2 separate regions of the Arachis hypogaea genome follow, and region 1 is linked to region 2. The links are chromatin contacts, called in public Hi-C maps. All regions are on one chromosome and are shown on one strand. The core of a region is the stretch at or near the end of the contact, and the rest is flanking DNA. Distances in the headings are between cores, read along the strand shown.

Region 1 (4,901 bases), core at 2,329-4,828, 260 kb after region 2:
ATGTATGGGCGCGGGTGCGACTGGCTTATCCGAGCCAGCTTGATACGGAAAAAAGGGTATTGGGAGATACGCAGATACAACGGTAGGCACACGTGCACGATGGGAGTGATTTCACAGGATCATTCCAAGTTGGACTCGGACACAGTTGCTGAGGTTATAAGGCCATTGGTCTAGACTGATCCGTCCATAAAGGTGAAAACTATAATAGCCGAAGTCCAGTCAAGGTTCAACTATACCATCAGTTACCGAAAGGCTTGGTTGGCAAAGCAGAAGTCCATAGCGAAAGTTTTCGGTGATTGGGAGGAGAGTTACCAAGCCTTGTCGTGGTGGCTCTCGGTTATGGTTCAGAAGATGCCTGGGTCAGTTGTCCAGATAGAAACACGGCCACTCTACAATGGGAATGAAGAGGCGCAAGGGGTAAAAATACTTCATCGCGTATTTTGGAGTTTCAATCCATACGTTAGGGCATTCAGGCATTGCAAGCCCCTAGTTCAGGTAGATGGAACACACCTATATGGAAAGTACAAAGGTACACTTCTGGTAGCTGTTGCACAGGATGGGAACCAAAACATTGTGCCTATCGCTTTTGCCTTGGTGGAAGGGGAGACAGCTGATGCGTGGCACTTCTTTCTAAGGAATCTGCGAATGCATGTTGTCAGAAAAGATGGTGTGGGTATGATCTCGGACCGGCATGAGTCAATTCGAGCAGCAGTAAATCGTTCCGGAGGTGACTGGCAACCTCCAAGAGCATGGTGGATGTTTTGTATAAGGCACATCGGCAGCAACTTCCTACGAGCATTCAAAGTCCCTCACTTGCAAAAGCTTGTGGTCAATATTGGGTATTCAAGAACGGTGGAAGAGTATAACATCAACTATAAGAGGTTGGAAGAGCGAGGCGAGGCATACGCCAGGTGGTGCGATGCCATTGGACTTAGACATTGGGTACTGGCATTCGACGAGGGACATCGATGGGGCCATATGACGACGAACCTTGTCGAGTGCATTAACTCAGTGTTGAAGGGTGCCCGTAATCTACCTGTGTTGGTGTTAGTCCGAGCAACGTATTATCGGTTGAATGAACTTTTCACACGGAAGAGTGCTGAATCTCACGAACGCAAACATGCTGGATATACTTACTCCGTATTCGCACAACAGCGGATAGAGGCAAGTATGCAACAGGCTGGGAATATAGTTGTGCACCGTTTTGACAGACGGAATGAAGTATTTGAGGTGCGCGAAATGACTAGCGGAAAGGTGTTAGTCGTCGATCTTGCTCGACGTACGTGTGACTGTCGGAAGGGGGTGCAGATCCCGCAGTCGAGCGTTTCGCCTATTGCCCCACTCCTCTATCCAACCCGCATGCAAAACTGTCCAGTCATGAAGCTGCACTCCGCGAAGAGCCATGCAATGCTGCTCCAGTGGAATGACCCTTGGTATTCGCGGGGGGGGGGGGGGGGGCTGTGCGAACCCAAACTGACGCATAACTCGGTCCGCAGGGTGCCACTCGATACACTCGAATGACAACAACGGAGCAACGATATCACACACATCAAGATGTACATGTAACTCAACGGGTACGATTATTCCTTCGTACGGCCGCCACTCAAACTGCCACAGATAATTCCAATGTCAAAACCCTAACAGTAATGTATGGAACTAGGATTCATTAGAACCATAAATATTTACCTCCTGCATGTAGTCTATGTCATTCCTAAATGTCTCAACGGTCTTCTCTAACCATGCTGCGCTCCGTTCCGAATGACTCCACCTGAAACATGTGTATTTACGTTAATACCCCTAATTGAAACATGCATAATGAATATAATCTCTGACAAGAACCATAAATATTTACCTCATGGCAACTGGTATCTCAGCAGGTGGAAGGATATATCTCGGTACAGGCGCAATACACGGCATTCGCTCCCACGCCCAAACAAACAACAGATTAAGAGGGTCATCCATCTCCTTCGTATCATATCGTGATGCACGGCATAGTGCTCTATAAAGATGTGCAAGACATGCTGAACCCCAACTATAAGTATGGATCCGGTCGAAATCGCGAAGCAACGGTAGATACTTCGCATGGGCGTATGCGGTCGACTTATCTGTGAATAGGGTCGACCCTAACAGACAGAAAATCTGACATCTCACGTATCTCATTATGGACTCTTCAGTATCCAACGACTCTTCATCTCTGATACTTCGAACCCAACTAAGCTTTATATAGGATTTCGAGTTACGACTGAGCACCGGTTGACGTCCGAATATTGCCATGCTCTGACTCTGAACGAAATCACTACTACTATCAGTCCATCCACTTACAGGCTCTCCATCAATTGGTAACCCAAATATATGTGCGACATCTTCCAATGTCACTGTAACCTCACCCACCGGCAACACAAAAGTGTGAGTCTCCGGCCTCCACCTTTCAACCAGAGCAGCTAACAACGGTGAAATCCTCTTATCATCCCAATCCTAGATACGTGGTAGAATCCAGTGGCGCGTAAGTAGTTTTCGACCCTCGGATTCCAACTCTGTGGCGGATCCAATTTACGCACCAACAAATTTCTGTTAGGCTGCATCAACAAAAATATATTTGTTATATTAGTTATAACTATTCATTTATTAATAAACAAATATTACCATATCTATTTATAAAATGTATGTAATCACTTCAATTAATAATATTATTTACATATTTATTTATTTTAATATTTTATTTATTAAAATTATTAACGTAGACTGCAGTACCATTAACATAATTAAAATATTTTTTCTAATATTTTAATATTATAAATAACAACTTATATATATTTTTAATATTTATTTATTACTTTAACATTACCACATTTACATGCTAAACTTTTGAATATGTTCAAAATATACATATTTATTTACTTACAGTATATATATATTTTTATTTTATTAGAGTTTATATTTATATCGTAGAGAAATATATTTTTTTAAAAAAATTTTACTATATCGTATAGTATAGTATATTATAGTATAGTATTGTATTGTATAATATAATATTTTATTTTAGTATTTTTATATTAGAAAATTAATTTAAAATTAACAAAAAATTATTATTTAACATATTAAATAACAAAAAATAACAGATAAAATATATACAATAAAAATATAATTTACCAACTTACATATATAGGATGATCCAAATAATTTATTATATGATCCTCCGGAGCATTATAATTACAAACCATTTTTCAAAATAAATACAAAATAATTTTTTTTTTACTGACTCTTATTTTTTCACTCTATCCACTATGCTCCTAACAGCAACCCCTTTCCCTACAAAACCCTTCTTCCCTCTCACTACTACCTCTCACTACTACCCTTTCGGAGCTCTCTCTCAAAGTAACTTGAAACTCTCTTGTATATGAATGATGGAGGGAGGGGAATGCTCTTTATATAGAGCTTGAAGAGGCCACGCTTTGCTGTTTATCGGGGAGCCTGTCCCCTGCATGCCGGCACCTGCACCACGCCCCCCCGAGGTGAAGGACCTTGGAACTCCGCAACGCCAGCTGCACCTCGCCCCTGCGTGGTGTCAGACGCATGCATGGTCGCCGCGTCACCTCGCCCCTGCGTGGTGGTGACATGAAGTCTGTCAGCTTCACCACGCCCCTACGTGGTGTCAGAAGCTTCGTTGGTTGCCGCGTCACCTCGCCCCTGCGTGTTGACTGGCTATCCCACCACCCGGTAAATCACCCCAGCCTCCAATATTCTCCCAAAACACCACTTGCTTTTCCATAATAAAAATAAATTCTGTTATTTTGTTTTGGGTGTCCTATTATGTAGTAGTATATAAATTATTATTATTATTATTATTATTATTATTATTATTATTTGAAACCTACTCTATATTAGATAACAGAAAAGAGTTAATGTTAAAAGTATCTTCAAAAACGTATACATAAATTAATTTGGTCCCTCAAAATTGTTGGATCTTTGTGAAGAGCTCATTAAGTAAAAAAATATAAAATAAAAAGATGTCATATCTAACTTAAAATATTAAAATAATAAATTAATGTATCTTTTATCTTATAAATTTATTATTTTTTTATTTTTTTTAATATAGAACTAATTCTATATATCTTATACTTGCAACATTAATAAAAATAACAAAATTTAAAGACTTTTTTAAGACTTAGAATTTATTACGCATTTTATGTTTATAAATTAAATTAGTTTTATATCTACTTAAAAACATTACAGAAATTGAAAAACAATAATAAGAAACATGAAGCTTAGAAATTAGTCAAATTACCCATTAGGTATGAGGTTAAAATTAACTGTATATATGTAAAAGGTTTAACAATAGAACAAAAGAATTATATACAAGTCAACAAAATATGAAATTATATTCCATTTTTCTCTTGATTCTTCAATTTAAAATTACAAAAATATAAAAGTTTAAAATAGAAGAGAGAGTAAATTTATTTAATTTCTCTTGACCATTTTTTTCTTTCATTATATGAAACCATTCTTACCTACTATTTTAACAAAAACGAATTACATCATTAGGAAAAAGACAAGTTATTTAAATAAAATAATTAAAAATTAACTTTATCAAATTACAACTTCTTGAAATTTTATATTTATTTACAAATTTTCTATAATTATATAAATCGCTACTTGCACCAACAAATTTAAAACTAAACATAATTTGTTCCAAGTAACGATTAAAATAGAATTGGACAGAAATCACTATAAGCAATAGAATTTCTAAAGAAGGTACAACGTACATAAATTGTTGTTGGCTATAGCAGTTTATACACAAATAAAGATAGGTAAATCTGTGGCATACTGTAGCAGTTTATGCATAAATAAATTCTATCAATATTTTTTCACAATTAAAAATAGTTATAATATAATCAACATTT
Region 2 (4,579 bases), core at 48-2,547:
AATAACTTTGGAAATTATCTAAAGACTGACGTCCTTCAATATGTGTACATAAATCCTGGCTGGATAATTTATGATGGTTGAGGGGTTTGTCTTCAGAGTTGGAGATATCTTGGATTTTCACCTCCCCTCTCTGCTGCATACGATTAGTTGATTCTTAATCTCGTCTCCCTTCTGAGTCGTGTTCCTTACTTTGGTAGAAAAACTGGCAAGTTTGGAATAATTTTTGTAAAACTTTCTAACTTTTTTTAGTGTCTTAAAAATCATCCCAATCTTTGGGACAAATTGTTCATCCATAACACACTTAGACTGCAGAATGAACCGAACATATTTTTAAAGTGAAACCATTGTATAGTACTAAATAAACGAAACATTGTCTATTATATAAATTCAAATTCGAACAACTATCTGCATAATGAACCAAACATATTATTAAAGGAAAACCATTTTATAGTACTAAATGAACAAAGTATTGTCCATTATATAAATTCAAATTCGAACAACTGTCTGCATAATGAACCGAAAATATAAATCAAAGCGAAAACAATGTACAATGCTAAATGAGCCGAACATTGTATATATAAAATCAAATTCAAAACATCTGTGTTTGCAATTTAGAGATTATCAATTCAATTCAAAACACATTCATCTATTCAATTCAATTCAGTTCAATTTAATTTAGCAATTGTATTCCATTCAATTCGATTCAAAATTGAATAATCCAAACCTCGTATGCTTGATAAGATTTAGAGGAATAATCCAAAGCTCTCATTCAACTTATTTAAAGTTGAATCATTCATTATTTTGATAGCCTATTGAAATCTAAAAATGAAAAAGATAAATCTACAGATCGAAAAAGAAAACAAAGAAGAATAGTAAGAAGAACGACGAGCAACAGAAAAAAAAGAAGAAGAACGACAAATAGCAGAGCAGATCCGAAAATTGCAATGTAGATTGTTAACATTTAAGAAGAAGCTTTAGGCAATAGAAATAGGAGAGGGGTGCACATATATTTCACATAATTTGGTGGAGGCGCCTCTAAAAACAAAAAAAGTTCAGAATAGTTTTGTTAGAATTTTTGTATGGATGTAAAACATATTATTGTTTATGAATTTATTATTAATGACTACTCCAATCAAGATTTTATGATTATCATTATGTAAAGATATTTTATTTTGACCATTAAATAATAGATTATAAGACTTAATTTTTATTTAAAGTAAAAGTATTATCTTTATTTAAAATGTTACTAAACAAATAAGTTATATTTTTTAAACAAGAATCATCGTGAAAAAATATTGTTGCGATTCATGATAGTAGTTGCCTTTATCATTTATCCTTGTTGATTGAGCAATGCCATACCTCCCAAAATAGACAAGCTTAGCTCCTTTGCTCTGGCTGGCGCTCGCGCTCTCCCTCTGTACCTGAATACTGAACTCTAACCACAATGAACTGACCGACGTCTTGTAAGATGCGAAAGTGCTATGACATGAAGCTCCAACAATTTCCCGCTAAGAATGTAGCAGTCACCATGTTAAACGCGATTCAAAATTCTAACACTCTTCAGGTACACTATACTTTATCCTTTCCTTTTTCCAAGCAATTCTATTTGGGTTTACTATTGATATTTGCTCCTATTATATTTAAATAAAAAATACAGTGAAGTTGTTGCCACTTGTTATGTAGTTAAATGTAGTTGTTTTCCTTTTTCTCATTTTTACTCAATTGAATTAAGCTTAGACATATCTAATCGTTCTCATGATTAGGTGCTTTCAAAACCTAGATTTAGAAATGAGGAATTTATGGAAAAGATACTCAACAGAAGATGGACACTGCCAAGCCCTGAAACAAAGATTCACCAAGTTATAATACCTAGACATGGATCAGATGGTTGTAATTTCCTATTGAACACCGTTCCTGATTTCGGTCATGGCGCTAGGGATATGAAAAATAAAGGGAAATGCTTCTATGTGGTGCGTGACGATTTGTTGCACCCACTAATTAATGGCAACAAAGCAAGAAAGTTGGATGGGTTGATTCCCCTTATTGAAGACTATTCTGTGACTGATGTGGTAAAATCATTCTCATCAATTTGTTAAAGTCATGTTTAACCATTACTTTCTGTTGAATCATGTTCTTTAACAACCTTTAACCATTCTCTGGTGGCTCGTTTTATTGGCTTTGGAAGAATGGATTCCTTTTTGTTAGATTCTTGAGCCTTCAATTCATTCAGTTAAAGTGGCCTTAACAGAATCAGGGCTCTTGTAAACTTTTTTTGTTACGTTTTTTTTTTTAAAACTCATTTTTACTCTATATAATTAGGATATTAGATTGCTGTATGTAATCAGTGTCCTTGATTTGTTCTGAATTTTTCTTGGTTCTAGTAACTTTTACTAAATTTTCTTAACTTTAGGATTTACAATATCAAATAACTTTCAGCTTGGGCATTTTCTAGGTTACATGTGGTGGTTGTCAAAGTGCTCATACAGCTGCTATTGGTAGGTAATTTTGTTTGTTATCGTTAATATTATGCTGATTTTTCTTTTTTAGTTGATGTTATATTACCTTTGAAATCAGAATTTATTTATTTATTTATTTTTTCTCCCCAGCGGTTCTGTGTGCTGAGAGAGGAATTGCATCACACCTGCTTCTACGAGGAGAGCAGCCTGAAATCTTAACTGGCTATAACTTGATGTCTACATTATATGGAAATGTCACATATGTTCCGAGAAATATTTATGCCGACAGAGAAAACATGCTTAAGGACTATGCTAAGTCGGTGGCTGGTAACAGTGGTTCTGTCATTTCGTTTGGCGATATCACTCAAAATTCTTCAACAACAGAATTGTCTACTGCAAATTTGATGGAATTTGATGTAAGTAGAAGTGACAGAAACCTTCAACGGAAATTTTTAATTGTCAATGAAGGTGCAGGTGATTCTGTAGCTCTACTAGGTAATCAGAAGATTATTCTTTTAGGAGGGGAAAAGATGGCATATCTTAAAGAACATTTCTTAATTTCTGTATTTTAATAAACAAGAAACAATGCCTTAATTGAATTTATCTTAAATGAGGCTTGGGTCCCAGTATCAATTGAACATCTCAACAGAAAATAGTCATAAGTAATTTAAAATGTTTACAAGAACAGAATTGACTTTATGAGAATGTATCCATTTTATTTATTTCCTTAAGTTGGTGCTTAGTTTAGTGAAGTCTAATTGCTGGTTGTTGCAATAACACTATGAAAATATTGTTTCTATGTACAGGTATGATTCGGTTAGTGCAATACTTATCACAGAGTCATTTACTTGGAAAAGAAAGGGCCTTGAAATTTGTTATAGATGCTGGAACTGGCACAACAGCTGTTGGTTTAGGACTTGCAGCCCTATGCTTAGGGTGTGTGCATTCCATTTCAGTTGAAAGTAATTTCAAATTATTTTACTTTGTCATGTTTCAAAATTTTGAGGCATAGTAGAATGACAACATTAAATCATCATAATCTTTGTTCTTGCTTCCGTGCAGGCTTCCATGGGAGGTACATGCAGTCATGCTGGCTGACAAAATTGATGGATACAAACAACAGGAGGAACGTTTGATTTCTGAATTCCAGAACCATTTTAATGTTCAGTTTAGTGACCACAACATAAATGAAGATGGTGGGATTGTGTATTGGGTGGAACGTGGTCGTCCAAGAAGGTAAGATTTCACTGTATGTATTGCTACTGAATTACATCTTAGAGTTATGAATTAAATATTAAAATTTAAGTTTCGTTGATCCTTTTGCTCCTTACTATCCCAACCTCAGCGAACCCTTCTCTGTCATGCCTGTGCCTCTCCCTTTTCAAATTTGTATAAAACTCATTTGCCTTCACCTACATATCACTGGACTCTTCAGCCTATTACCGAACACAGGCACTATATATATTGACCAGCCCCGCATCACTGTGGGAGGAGGGCATGCTCCCAGCTCCTAGTGTATCTAGATTTATAAGAAACAATTATAGGAGTAAAGACAGAAGACATAGAATGGTGACAAACATTCCATTCTGATCTCTTAAACGTTTCCTGCACCATCTTGGGTAGCACAGTAGTCTGTAGCGGAGTCCTTTATGCGAACGGCATTAGAGGAGCATCATGCCAACCACAACCCTTTACAAAATTAGCTTAATCTTATCCATACAATATCTTGCATCTCATGCCTGTGTCTTTGATTTTGTTAGTCTAGCAAGCGTTAAACTGCATCATTCAAACCATAAGCCCATAAAGTCATGACTCCTCATTGTTGCTCAATACATGCCCAGTACTTCCATGTGAAGTCATAGCACACACAAAACCAAAAGAACAACTCAGCCACTGAGCCTTGGACATTCAAAGATTTTCATTAACCAATCAAGAACAACTCAGTCTCACTTACTATTGATATAACAGCAAGCTGCTATAAAACCAAGTGAGCATTTTACAAATCATCTCCTGAAGTCCTAAGTCACACTTAAAGATGAATCCTTGTAATTTAGAACTGTTAGAACAGTTATCCCAAGTGTCATACTGACATATGGTACCTAAATCTCAGTGATAGGTTCTGA

What was found. Hi-C and Micro-C count contacts between places; a contact is called where the count stands out from the background.
Region 1: a Hi-C map of leaf shows a contact between it and region 2, with 4 times the contacts expected there. The contact joins the promoter of LOC140175572 here to the promoter of LOC112715109 in region 2. A contact is called at or near these places in 2 of 8 Hi-C or Micro-C datasets (both in leaf).

What each region holds. Positions count from the first base shown.
Region 1 is chr10:9,887,256-9,892,156 of arahy.Tifrunner.gnm2.J5K5, forward strand. It overlaps LOC140175572 (protein MAIN-LIKE 2-like), which reads right to left and starts at 3,579. Exons shown (of 5, transcript XM_072204086.1): 1 at 3,493-3,579; 2 at 2,559-2,576; 3 at 1,853-2,475; 4 at 1,687-1,768; 5 at 1,581-1,637. The coding sequence starts at 3,579. The coding sequence ends at 1,581.
Region 2 is chr10:9,632,248-9,636,826 of arahy.Tifrunner.gnm2.J5K5, forward strand. It overlaps LOC112715109 (D-cysteine desulfhydrase 2, mitochondrial), which reads left to right and starts at 1,298. Exons shown (of 7, transcript XM_025766864.2): 1 at 1,298-1,564; 2 at 1,764-2,069; 3 at 2,453-2,495; 4 at 2,607-2,951; 5 at 3,263-3,392; 6 at 3,519-3,692. The coding sequence starts at 1,469.